Linked DNA regions of Danio rerio: all the other regions are linked to region 1. Evidence: chromatin contacts called from public Hi-C data. All regions are on one chromosome and are shown on one strand. Each heading gives the region's core, a stretch centred on a gene start, on an enhancer-like site or on the middle of the called end of the contact. The rest is flanking DNA. Distances are from core to core; before and after follow the strand shown.

Region 1 (4,215 bases), core at 504-3,003:
GTAATACGTCTGCTTTGCAGAAGTAACCTCAGCTGAGAAAGAGGACAGAAGAGTTTGGTATGTTAAGAGGTGTGCAGGATTTTTAGTTTTCCGCCAAATTCTCTCTGCAGCCCGAAGTTTTGAGCGATGCTCACGGAGAGCATCCGAGAGCCAGGGTGCAGGAGGACTGGCACGGGCTGGCCTGGATGCAAGAGGACATAATCGGTCTAGACATGATGCTAGTGTGGAGCAGAGTGTATTAGTGGCACTGTTCGAATCAAGTGCAGTGAGTTTGCGAGATGGAGGAAGAGAGTCTGAAACAATGGTGGATAGTCTATTGGGTGAGAGAGATCGTAGGTTTCTGCGAAAGGTAACCAGTGTAGGAGTGTGTGGCGGCTCAGGAGTAATGTGGATGTTGAGAGACAGAAGGAAATGATCAGATATTTGTAGTGGAGTTACTATTGTTTGATCAGTGAAGCAGTGTCGTGTGTAAATAAGGTCTAGCTGATTACCTGATTTGTGGGTAGCAGAAGTAGGTGCTCTTTTTAGGTCAAAAGAGGCAAGCAAAGTCTGAAAGTCTGCAGCTTGCGGTTTGTCAACGTAAATGTTGAAGTCACCTAGCACCAATAAGGGAGTGGCAAAATTAGAAAAAGATGAGAGAAGAACATCCAGTTCATCTAGGAAGTGACCTAATTTACCTGGTGGGCGGTAGATGACAACCACATTTATGTAGAAGGGGTGGATAATGGTGACTGCATGGAATTCAAAGGAGCTGATTGTTGGCAGGGACGGTATCAGAGTAAATTTCCATTCTTTGGAAATTAGTAGTCCAGTCCCACCCCCTCTCCCTGTCTGACGAGGAGTGTGGGAAAAAGAGAAATTAGCAGAAAGAGTAGCATGTGTAGCAGTGTCCTCCGGCCTCAACCAGGTCTCAGTTAGAGCCATGAGATTATAGTCAGAATATGTAGCTATGGAGGTAATAAAATCAGCCTTGTTAACAGCTGATTGACAATTCCAGAGGCCCACGGAGAGAGAGAGTTGTGAAATAGTAGATACATGTATTGAACGAAGGTTGTGAGGATTACGCCTGCAGCGCACCTCCCGTGTTTTGCGAGTGTTAGTAACAACAGGAATTAGAAAACACATAATAAAAGTGCACTGACAACAAAAAATAAGTGTAAAGTAAAACAAGAAAGTAAAGTACTCAAGTGCTTTGTCGGTGCCTTTGCTCGGTGGAGTCGCGCAGGTAGAGTCGATGGTCTTTACCCTCGTCGGTCTTCACACGAGGCTGCCGCGACCGCTGCCGCGGTGAACTAGTTGTTTATATAACCCCAAAGCACTAGCTGATTGAATTCAGCTGGACACGCCTCGAGAGTCAAAACAAGGGCCGAAACTGAGGCGGACGACGCGAAACCGCGTTTGCGTTCGCTACACAAGCTCTTATAAAGTGCTTCTCCTGCCGACTAATGCTAGCGTGCTCGCTATATAGTGGTTACCTGGCGTTTGGACACGCCTCCCGAGTCAAAACAAGGGCCGAAACTGAGGCGGACGACGCGAAACCGCGTTTGCGTTCGCTACACAAGCTCTTATAGTAACCAAGGAAACAGTGGCTAAACAACTTCTAGTATTATACACAACTGAAAGCAAGTTTAAATGTCCTACAACTTTACACAAACAGCTGGAAACAAGTCCTCAAACCATACACAACAACTGAAACAAATCTTAAATGTACTTACAGGCTGCTGGTCTAGATGCTGATAAAGTGCTTCTCCTCCAGGTCCAGGTCCATAACATATTTTACTTCTGCATTCTTGAAATTTTAAAGGTCCGTACCGGCCCAATACCCCCATAAGTAGTTTTGTTTTCTCATCAGTTAGAATATAATAACTTTTGCATAGATTATGATGGAGACATTTTTTTATTTTTTCTATGATTACTGATATGTGCGGGAACCTATAAAAATAATTACAGCAACCTAGACTGCACAAAACCTAAAAGGTCTTCTTTTTTTTAGAGGGGTTTATTATATTATAACACAGGCAACATATACAATTATTTTAATCACTTTCAACAGTGTTTAATAAAAATTCAAAGGGTTTTCTTTGAAATGATACCAACTTAATGTGGATTTAGGAAGCTTTTGAATTTGGGTAGGCAAATTTCAGACGGAAACCCCAAAATAGCACTTGACTTTAAGAATATTTTTTTCGAAGGTCTACAGAACAAACCATTGTTATACAATGACTTGCCTAATTACCCTTACTTGCTTAATTAACCTAATTAACCTAGTTAAGCCTTTAAATTGCACTTTAGGCTGAATACTAGTACCTTGAAAAATATCTAGTCAAATATTATGTACTGTCATCACGGCAAAGATAAAAGAAATCAGTCATTAGATATTAGTCAGTTAAACTATTACGTTTAGAAACAAAATATTACAGGGAGGTTAATAATTCAGTCTAATAATTCTGACTTCAAATGCAAATATAATAGACACAAACACTTAAATTACAATAAACATGCATACAGATATTTCTAAGTATAATAAACAGAAAATATATATAAGTATGCATATAGTGTATTAAAGTATATAATGTACTAAAGCAATGTAAATGACATATACATATTTAAAAACACACATTTACATGCATATTCATTATTATCATACAAAGTAATAAATCAGAATTATATACTATAAATATTATTATAGATGACATATTCACAATAACAGCATGTGTTACTTTATATACATGTCTGTGTATCTGCATCAAAGCTATCAGAACAAATAAAATCCTAAATAAAAGTTTGTATTTTTATAATATGTGTGTGTATGTGTGTAAACTGTGTATATCGACTTCTTCTACATTTATATATACAAACATATATACAAACACAACATTCAAAAATGTACAAAGCAAAAATATTAATATATTATTTGTATTATTTACAGTTGAAGACAAAATGATTAGCCCTCCTGTGAAACTTTAATTTTTTTCAAACATTATTCCACGAGCTGTTTAACAGAAAGATGTTTTCAACACATTTTTAAGATAATAGTTTTATTAAGGTATTTCTAATAACTGATTTCTTTTGTCTTTGCCATGATGACAGTCCATAATATTTTACAAGACACTAAGTTAATTAGGTTAAGTTAGGTTAATTAAGCAAGTCTGTAGTTTGTTCCGTAGACAACCAAAAAATTGAATGGAGCAAATAATAAATTGCTTTAAAAATTAAAAATAAGACTTTTTCCATAAGAAAAAAAATACACTTATATATTTAATATACTTATACTTAAATATTAATATATACTGTGATAAAAACATGATAATAACTACTGTGAAAAATTTTCCTTGCTCCGTTAAACATCACTTAGGAAATATTTGAAAAAGAATAAAACGTTCACAATAATACATTTGCCTTTAACTGTACATATGAATATTTATATATAAATATGAATTGAAAACAAATATATACACTGTACATGAATGTGTGTATTTATATAATAAAAAATACACTCCAAACACACTTTATTTTGGATATGGTTAAATAACTAAATAATTCATTGAGCATTTGTATTTTAAAGTGTGAAACAGTAATAATAGAAGTAAGGGCACACCATAATAATGAAGATGACGGGTCCTGCGAAGCCCCATATGACGCCGTTCTGAACACTGAGCCAGCAGTGACCATCAGCAGTGTATTTCCCAGAGGCAGAGGCCAGTGTGATGGTGACGATCAGCACTGGCAGACCTGTCAAACAACACACATTTCTATAATACAAATGACTGACTGTGACGGGGAATAAATTATACAAATTAACCAAACTGCATTTGGAAACGAGTGACACAGCAGTTTTCAGAGGCATTGTTTAACTAGTTTGATCATTTTGGTCTTTATTATGATCAGTATATCTGCTTTTCCTTTACTAAGGACCTGTTATTGCACTTTTTAAAAGAGGCAAAATCTTTTTAAAAGAGGTTTCTGATGTCCCTAAAGTGTTTATGTGAAATTTCAGCTCAAAATACACCACAGATCATTTTTTAAAACTCCTAGAAACTGCCCATAATAGCTTTCATCATAATTGTACCTTTTGGTGACTGTCACTTTAAATTCAAATGCTCGCAGCCAGTGGGTGGAGCTACAAATGCCTGTGCTTCAGTGAGATCGTCACTAATGGGCGGGGCTTTCCTCCTCTGATGACACGTACAATGGGAGAATGTTAATTAAAGTGTT
Region 2 (4,215 bases), core at 1,243-3,742, 460 kb before region 1:
TGTCAAGAGGACGGCAAGGTATGAACTCCCACAGTACCAGACAACAGATAGAAACAAATATTGCTAAAGTCAACAGATTTCGCTATCACCAAATTATGGAACAAATATTGCTAAAGTCAACAGATTTTTCTTATAGGTGACTGAATAATGCAACAAATATTGCTAAAGTCAACAGATTTTTCTAATAGATGACTAAATAATGCAACAAATATTGCTAAAGTCAACAGATTTTTCTAATAGATGACTTAATAATGCAACAAATATTGCTAAAGTCAACAGATTTTTCTAATAGATGACTAAATAATGCAACAAATATTGCTAAAGTCAACAGATTTTACTAATAGCATTCCAAATAATGCAAGAAATATTGCTAAAGTCAACAGATTTCGCTAACAGATCACCAAATAATGCTACAGATATGGCCAAAGTAAACAGATTTTACTAACAGATCATCCGATATTTCTGTAAAAAAAACATAATGATGTAAAATTATTCTAAAAGTCATTTTTTGACTTAAGTGAAAATTGGCATGTTTACATTTTTCTCTCATAAAAATAGTGGGTTACGCACTAAATAAACATCAATGACATTAAATGTTTTGGATTTCGGCACTATTCTTGTTTTTTTGTAGACATTTTCTGAAATTTGATTGATTAGACATTCCGGTAGAGTGACCCATCTGTATTTTTTTTAGGATTTGTGCTGTCAGTATTGGGGAGATGAAAAGAAAGTGTTTGGAGATATGGAAATCGAGGTGAAAAAGACAGAAAGCTTCCCAACATATGTAAAACGTCACCTGGAAATACAGTCCACAAAGGTAAGTGGAATATCTGTCATGCTATTAACTGAAGACATGTTATCTTCGTTGAATTAAGTCATTAATGTGTCTGAAATCACACACTACTCATGTTGGTTCTGACCGTATTTGCCGACCTTTAAAAAAGTATGTTCTATATAGTACAAATGTGAGTAGCATAAATTAAATTTAAACATACTACATCGACCATTTATTATCACATCACCTACCTTATTTACCTACCTGTGAGTCATCCAAGTACTTCTCACCTGTTTACCAAATACAATTAATTTAGACAAACTACTCAGCACACATATTGTTTTCACATACAAAATTATTGTAGTATATCATTTTGGATGCACTGATTGATTCGTTTTTAATCCTATAATAGAAGAACGAAATCTTGGAGTTGGATCAGTACCAGTTCCTAAAATGGAAAAGCAATGAACTTCCAGAAAATGCTCAGGAGTTGATAGAGATGATAAAGAACATCAGAGAGAATGGCAAATATGACAACAGCAAAAAAAACAGGAGCATCCCTATAGTAGTGCACTGCAGGTAAGGCTAATACCGGAGACCTACTTTTTCTGGATGGATCTATGGATAGATTAAATAAATCTATCTATCTTAATCTCGTTTTTCCAGCAATGGGTCATCGCGTACTGGACTCTTCTGTGCTTTGTGGAATCTTATGGATTGCTCATTAACAGAAAAGTTGGTTGACGTCTTCCAAGTGGTCAAAAACTTGCGCAAGGAGAGACAGGGAATGGTGGAAACATTTGTAAGTTTTAATTCTTCTTTTGTAAATAGGATTTAATGAATTTTCTATTACTATATATCAAAAATATTCATCAATAAATGTTCATTCAAATGCCCATTGTAATTTTGTGGCTTTCAGAGAAGTATTGTTTTCTTGGGCCATATTCACATTATGCAAGGTTATTTTGTAATATAGGCTAATATAGACAATTTCAATGAGGTGATGCAACTAGCCTATGAACATTTCCTGCTTGTCCTGCTTGTAAAATTATTTCATAAATGTAGTAAGAGACAATTTAATAATAATAATTTAATGTTAAAACAGCTATTATAACACCATTTAGCAATATGCAAACCTTTTTTAAAATTCTGAAGCTATGGAAATTAAAAAAGTAAAACAGGAAATACAATAGGACCATTGGTATTGTTAGCATGCCCTAAACGGCATATAAAAGATGAAAAATATAAAGGTATAAAGAAAAGGAACAGAACAGACAAAACAAACCCTGACTACCTTTTTTTCTATATATTTCTAACAAAAAATTAAGCGTCTTTTAAAATGTTTCACAAAAAAAATCAAACAGGGCCACACATTCATAGTTTAATTAAAATCTTGCTAACTCTTGTCAAAATGTTTCTAAAAAGTGCTTTTAAAGAGATTTCAAAACAATAGGTTTTGAAGTAGGCCTACCTCAGAGAAAAGTTAACAAACATGGCCACAGACAAACCATATTTTTTAGCTAATTCAAACGGTTTTTGCTAGCATATGCAAAAAAAATGCTAACCAAAACCGGTTAACGGTTAAAAAGAATTAATAGTTAGTTAATGTATATCAAACAAATTAATAAACTATATTAAGTTACACTTCTGAAGTAAAACTCTGAACTCATCACAGGAGCAGTATCAGTTCCTCTATACGACTCTGGAGGGCGCCTTCCCGGTGCAAAATGGCACCATAAAGACACCGGCTGCAACCGACAGCGCGGAGATCATCAACGAAACACCTGTGCAGATTAACGAAACCACCGCGCTCCTCGCCGAGCCCGCCGCTGAGGCCGCCACCGAGCACGCCAACAGCACTCCTGCTACCGAACAGAAGGAGACGGAAGACGGTAAAACCACGACGGAGAGTAGTGAGCTGGAGGCCAAGGAGAACAGCAGTGCCGCGGCTTCACCAGCAGAGGGAGACGGAGAGAAAAACACACCGGAGGCCACAACCAACGGGCCCGCCGCCACTGTTGAAGCTTAGCCATTTTTATTCAGCTACATTTTACTGATTCGACACCAAGTGTCTGCCAAAATTGTAAAAAATAATATTTCTGGTATTTTTTTGGTTATATTTTAGTTTTACAGTACATTTGTTGTCGTTTGACCAGCATGTTACTGATCCTTTTAAACTTTTCCTCTCAGGTTTGAATTTTTCTGTGTAATTATGATATTTGTGACAAATCTGTTTATATTGATTGTTTATTCACACGTGTTAAGGTGTTGCTTTATGATCTGAGTTTATTAGGCTATCAAATTGCATTTGAATGTATTGTAAAATAGGACCTTACCATTTGTTTTGTTTTTAGAAAACTATCAAAGCACAATCTTGCGTCTAAATTATGTTGTATTGGAAGTTTGATGTGAATAAATATTTTTTATTTTTTTATGTTCAAGAATAACAAAATATGGCAAGGATGACTTGTACTACAGCTGTCATCAAACTATCTTTCTTTTTACTGTGTGTTTCTGAATCTTTCATAGGCTACCTATTTTCATTTTAAGCAGATGTAAGTTAACAAAATAATAAAGGCTTGAACAATATGACTGGTAATTGTTTTTATTCACCAATAGAATGCCTCTTCATTGCAATGTTTTCTATTTTAAATGAGTAGAAATGTTATCAGGATCCAAGCTGGTGAAAAGGGTTCTTTTTCTCAAAAAGTGGACTGTTTTGCAATTATACACCTCATTTTCAATTGAATTGTGAAATTTAAATACTGCATTTTAGTGACATTTAAGCACTTTTCTGAATTAGCTTGTCAGATAGTCATCATAACCACACTTTTGACGATTTTAGCCAAAAACCTATTTAAATGTGTACTTTTTTGGTGCTTCGCACCTTTTTATTGGTAATTTTTTGTTTTAAGAATGTCCAATATTTAAAATGTTTTCTCAAGAATACAGTGATCCGTGTCTTCTCTTATGCCAGATGTGCCACACGGGGCTACTAAAATGAAATACAATGAAACAAATTACTCACACCAAACGGGTGCATAAGGCTTAAACAAAAAGCATGCCTATTTCACAGGTGAACATAAACACGAGCAGTGTCACTTGTGCATTCGGGTCAAGGTATTTCCTTATGGTTAATTTGACCCGCTTTTGTGCTCGTCAGGTGCATAAACCTGACCTAGAAAACGCAAAACGTTTGAAATTAGCGCTACTGTGACTTAAAACAAGCCTTTGTATTGTAAAGATGAACCACAAGATGGCGCCTGTTAACAAAAGAAGCGCGTGCACGGACATTTCATCCATCTTCAAGCCAGCATGATTTTTTCCGGTAGGCCTACTAATAAAGATGTTAAATAAAAGCAACATCAGTTAGTGTGCCACTGTGGAAATATGTAGGTCTATAATGTATGCTTAATTTCTAACTTGCTATGAATAAAGCA
Region 3 (4,215 bases), core at 652-3,151, 310 kb before region 1:
AATCTGCCTGTTCCAAAACGCTGCTTCTGCCTGCACTAGAGCTGATTTACTGGCCCTTGCAGCAGCACTTAGGGCTGAAAGATGGAGGCTTTCCTCTCATATTTTGTGCTCTGTCCTCCTTCTCTGTCTGTTTTTCATGTTTGAGATGGTGAGAGGATCACATTAAATGGTTTAGAGGGATGAATAGTTGCAAGTGCACTGGGAACTTTTTGTGAAGAAGCTTCATCTAAGAGAAAGAAAGAACCTTCAGAAATGGGCACTGTTGTTATTTTTCTAAAGAAGCTGGCAAAAATAAAGGAGGAAACCATTTGTTAAGGTCTTTAAAATAAGAAAAACAGTAATATAGAGGAGGGAAAATCATATTTGTTATTATTTTAAAATAATGAAAAAAACTAAATAAACATATTAACTTTAGAAATAATATAAGTAATAATTATAATAATACTTTTATCTATTCATTCATTTTCCTTTAGCTAAGTCCCTTTACTCATCAGGGGTTGCCACAGCAGAATGAACTGCCAACTTATCCAGCACATTTTTTTACGCACCTATGCCCTTCCAACTGCAAAGGCCACAAAATAAACTAATCATATGTTTAATTTATACATTGAAGTCAGAAAATCTATAAAAACAAGCAGGAGAAAAAAAAATAACATTAATAAAATGTAATATATATATATATATATATATATATATATATATATATATATATATATATATATATATATATATATATATATATATATATATATATTTTTTTTTTATCTTTTTTAATTTATCTATATATAGGCAGGTTAGGGTAATTAGGCAAGTTACTGTTTAATGATGGTTTGTTCTGTAGATTATAAAAAATATAGCTTAAAGGGCCTAATAATTTTGACCTTAAACTGTTTTTTAAAAAATTAAAAACTGATTTTATTTTAGCCGAGATAAAACAAATAAGACTTTCTTCAGAAGAAAAAAAAAAAACATGATCAGACATACTGTGAAAATTTCCTTGCTCTGTTAAACATAATTTGGGAAATATTTAAAAGAGAAAAAAAATTCAAAGGTTAAATAACTCTGATTTCATATACAATAATGTTAATAATGTTAAAACTTTTCATTTATCTTTGTCTTTAAGCAGAAAAAAACAGACCTACTTTATTATAATAATATATAAATAATAATATATTAATTACAATTTCTAATAATAATTATGTTATTATTATTATTATTATTATTAGCATTATTAATACTACTAATAATAATAATAATAATAACAATTATTGTCTGGCAAAAATGGTGAGGAAAAGTAACCATTGTTATAAAACGTAATTTAATAAATGATTTAATTGTAAAAACGTTTAAACGGAATATACTTTATTTACCACTAGGTGGCAGTGTATACCTGAAATAGGCTTCTTTTAAACAAGACAACGTCCATATCTTTTATACCATAGGCCCACATTTATAACATTATTTGTTAATATTAGTAAAAAAGCAAAACAAAAAACAAAAAAAAATCTAATTTAGACATTTTATGCGCTGATCACTAACAACAAATATGAACTACAATGTCTGATTATCGACATATGTTCTTTATAAACATATTTCTGCATTTTTTATATGTTGTAGTAAATATAATGCAGTTCTAATTAATTAAATTGCAATGTAGCCTATGTAACGATGAAATGTTGGCAAGAGCAACATATTTGCAAAAAAAAAAAAAAAAGAAGAAGGTTGCGCTTATATTTGAATCTGAATTAGAAGCTGAAGTATGAAAAGGTCAATGACTGTTTTTTTGCGTCTTACTGACACTCGCTGCGCTGTCGTTAGTAAAATAGACAGACCTGCAGTTGTGCCTAAATGTCTATCCGAGCACCTAAAGCTGCCCTTTGACCCGCAGCCTTATTTAGGAGGTATAAATGACGGAGGGGTGAACAAAAGAAAAAGACTCATCCGCATGGCACCGTCCGAGCCTCCTGTCCGAGATCTGCGACGGCAAATGGTCCGAGCGCTAATTAAAACCGATTGACTCCATTAAGTCATTCTTCAATGCTCCGATGCATGTCCGATTCGTCTGTGTTAAAGGGACAGACCATTCAATAAATAAATAAATAAATAACATCCTTTGCTCACCCTCAAGTTGTTATAAAACTAAGGCCCGTCATTTCAATTAAGTAGTATAAACAAGTAAAAACTTTGTGGTTCGAAAGACCTACCCCTCAATGACAAAAGTCCAGAATTTGTACTATACATGAGCTTATTTGTATGATTTTGACTGCTGCACCATCAAAAATTGTGAAAATAAAAGAGCTTTCAGACCAAGCCAAATTATCTGTTGACCGTCACATCAGTGTGACTTCAGCTAATCAGTTTTGTCCAATGCAAACTATTATTTTTCATTAGTCCAACATCCAGCTAAAACATACAATCTGGTGTAAGTGGTCATCTTTCGCTACTGTATTGTTTTTAAATAGAGAAAACATTTTACAAGTAACTTTTATTCTAAATCTTGGACCTTGTTCTTGAAACAAAAATTGGCCAATAAAAAGGTGTAAAGCCCCAGAAGTCCCATAATAAAATTAATTTGACTACTAATTTAGCTATTGTTGTTATCCATAAATCTTCAACCAAATATACTTTATTTACAAGAAAGGCTAGAAAAATCATAAATTGCTTTTATTTTTAATATGTCTCAATTTTTTATTATTGGAATGGCCAAATTCTGAATGAGGAAATTTGAATGTGCTGGCCAGTTTGTTATTTGCCTAATGCATTTTTTTTATTTAAAACTTAAACAGATTTTTTTGTAATGATATATGATGTAATATTCATTCATTCATTCATTTTCTTGTCAGCTAGTCCCTTTATTAATCCGGGGTCACCACAGCAGAATGAACCGCCAACTTATCCAGCAAGTTTTTACACAGCGGATGCCCTTCCAGTCGCAAACCATCTAACATCCACACACACATTCACACTTACGGACAATTTAGCCTACCCAATTCACCTGTACCGCATGTCTTTGGACTGTGAGGGAAACCAGGTCACCCGGAGGAAACCCACGCGAACACAGGGAGAACATGCAAACTCCACACAGAAACACCAACTGAGCCGAGGCTCAAACCAGCGACAGCACTACCTACTGCGCCACTGCTTCGCCATGATGTAATAAATTTGAATTTAAAAAATAAGTGTCCATTAATACTTATTTTTTTCTAAATCTTTATGAAATATTTTGGTACTGTAGATCATAAAGTGTTGTTATGATGACCATCTGACAAGCTAATACAGCTTAAAATTTTTTCAACTTCATAATTAAATAGAAAATGAGCCAGAAACCTGCAAAAAGGTCTTAATTTTGATTAAAAAAGAACCACCCCTTTCCCCAGGCTGGCTACGTGCCTAAAACGGTAGGTATTTCATTTTCCTGCTAAACACAAAATAGGATATTTTGAGTATTGTTGAAGAAAGAAACTGGTACACCTAGCTGGGTTTCCATTGCCCTGTGTTAGTGCACATTTTAAAGTAGCCTACTGCATGAGAAACAAGTGATGGAAATGCCAAATTTAAAAATTAAATTAGATTATTGTGGATTAATGGATTAAATTCCATTAATCCACAAAAAAAATGCTTGCATGAGGTGGTTTTGGGTGTTTGAATAAAGGGAGATGGAAACACATTTTCCTAAACAAACCCTGACATACTGAACAATGCACCCACTTGACTAATCGGCTGTTTCCATTGTGCTTGTCTTGTTTACTGTTGGTTACTAGGATACCAATACTACAGTCAGCCTCTCTAATAGCTTAATGGAAACCATTGTTCCTTTAAGGCAGGGGTCACCAATCTCGGTCCTGGAGGGCCAGTGTCCCTGCAGGGTTTAGCTCCAACTTGCCTCAACACACCTGCTTGGATGATTGAAGTATACCTAGTAAGACCTTGATTACCATGTTCAGGTCTGTTTGATTAGGGTTGGAGCTAAAATCTGCAGGACACCAGCCCTCCAGGAACAGGTTTGGTGACCACTGCTTTAAGGTAAGTATTTCAATTAACGGCCATCTTTGAAACGTCTTTCGAGCAGTTTGCTCGGGCATTCTGTCTGAATGGGGAAACATCAAATTCTCCAAAACTGTTGGCCAAGCTTATGATTACATTACATAAAAGGAATTACCAATAAAGTTAAACAACAACTGTATCATAAGTTTAGTTTCTGAACATCCAAATCAA

Evidence for each region. A called contact is a pair of places that touch in the nucleus more often than the background predicts.
Region 2: a Hi-C map of embryo shows a contact between it and region 1, with 2.2 times the contacts expected there. The contact joins the enhancer-like site here to the promoter of LOC141380324 in region 1.
Region 3: a contact with region 1 is called in a Hi-C map of hematopoietic stem cells, with 7 times the contacts expected there. The contact joins the enhancer-like site here to the promoter of LOC141380324 in region 1. A contact is called at or near these places in 2 of 18 Hi-C or Micro-C datasets (embryo and hematopoietic stem cells) and 1 of 4 datasets of contacts at active chromatin or transcription factors (caudal fin).

Annotation. Positions count from the first base shown.
Region 1 is chr22:22,353,830-22,358,044 of GRCz12tu, reverse strand. It overlaps LOC141380324, which reads right to left and starts at 1,753. Exons shown (of 2, transcript XM_073937826.1): 1 at 678-1,753; 2 at 1-596. The coding sequence starts at 1,125. LOC101884238 (adhesion G protein-coupled receptor D2) reads right to left here. Exons shown (of 24, transcript XM_073937817.1): 18 at 3,599-3,732.
Region 2 is chr22:22,813,533-22,817,747 of GRCz12tu, reverse strand. ptprc (protein tyrosine phosphatase receptor type C) reads left to right here. Exons shown (of 31, transcript XM_073937876.1): 27 at 1-18; 28 at 695-817; 29 at 1,188-1,354; 30 at 1,442-1,577; 31 at 2,451-3,364. The coding sequence ends at 2,804. Among named protein-coding and RNA genes, the nearest start is that of ptprc, 82 kb to the left of the region's middle. Within about 2 kb of position 2,492, at least 37 of the 62 cell types and tissues checked have an H3K27ac peak or open chromatin away from gene starts, as enhancers often do.
Region 3 is chr22:22,661,062-22,665,276 of GRCz12tu, reverse strand. No RefSeq gene overlaps it. Among named protein-coding and RNA genes, the nearest start is that of mir181b-3, 7.8 kb to the left of the region's middle. Within about 2 kb of position 1,901, at least 4 of the 62 cell types and tissues checked have an H3K27ac peak or open chromatin away from gene starts, as enhancers often do.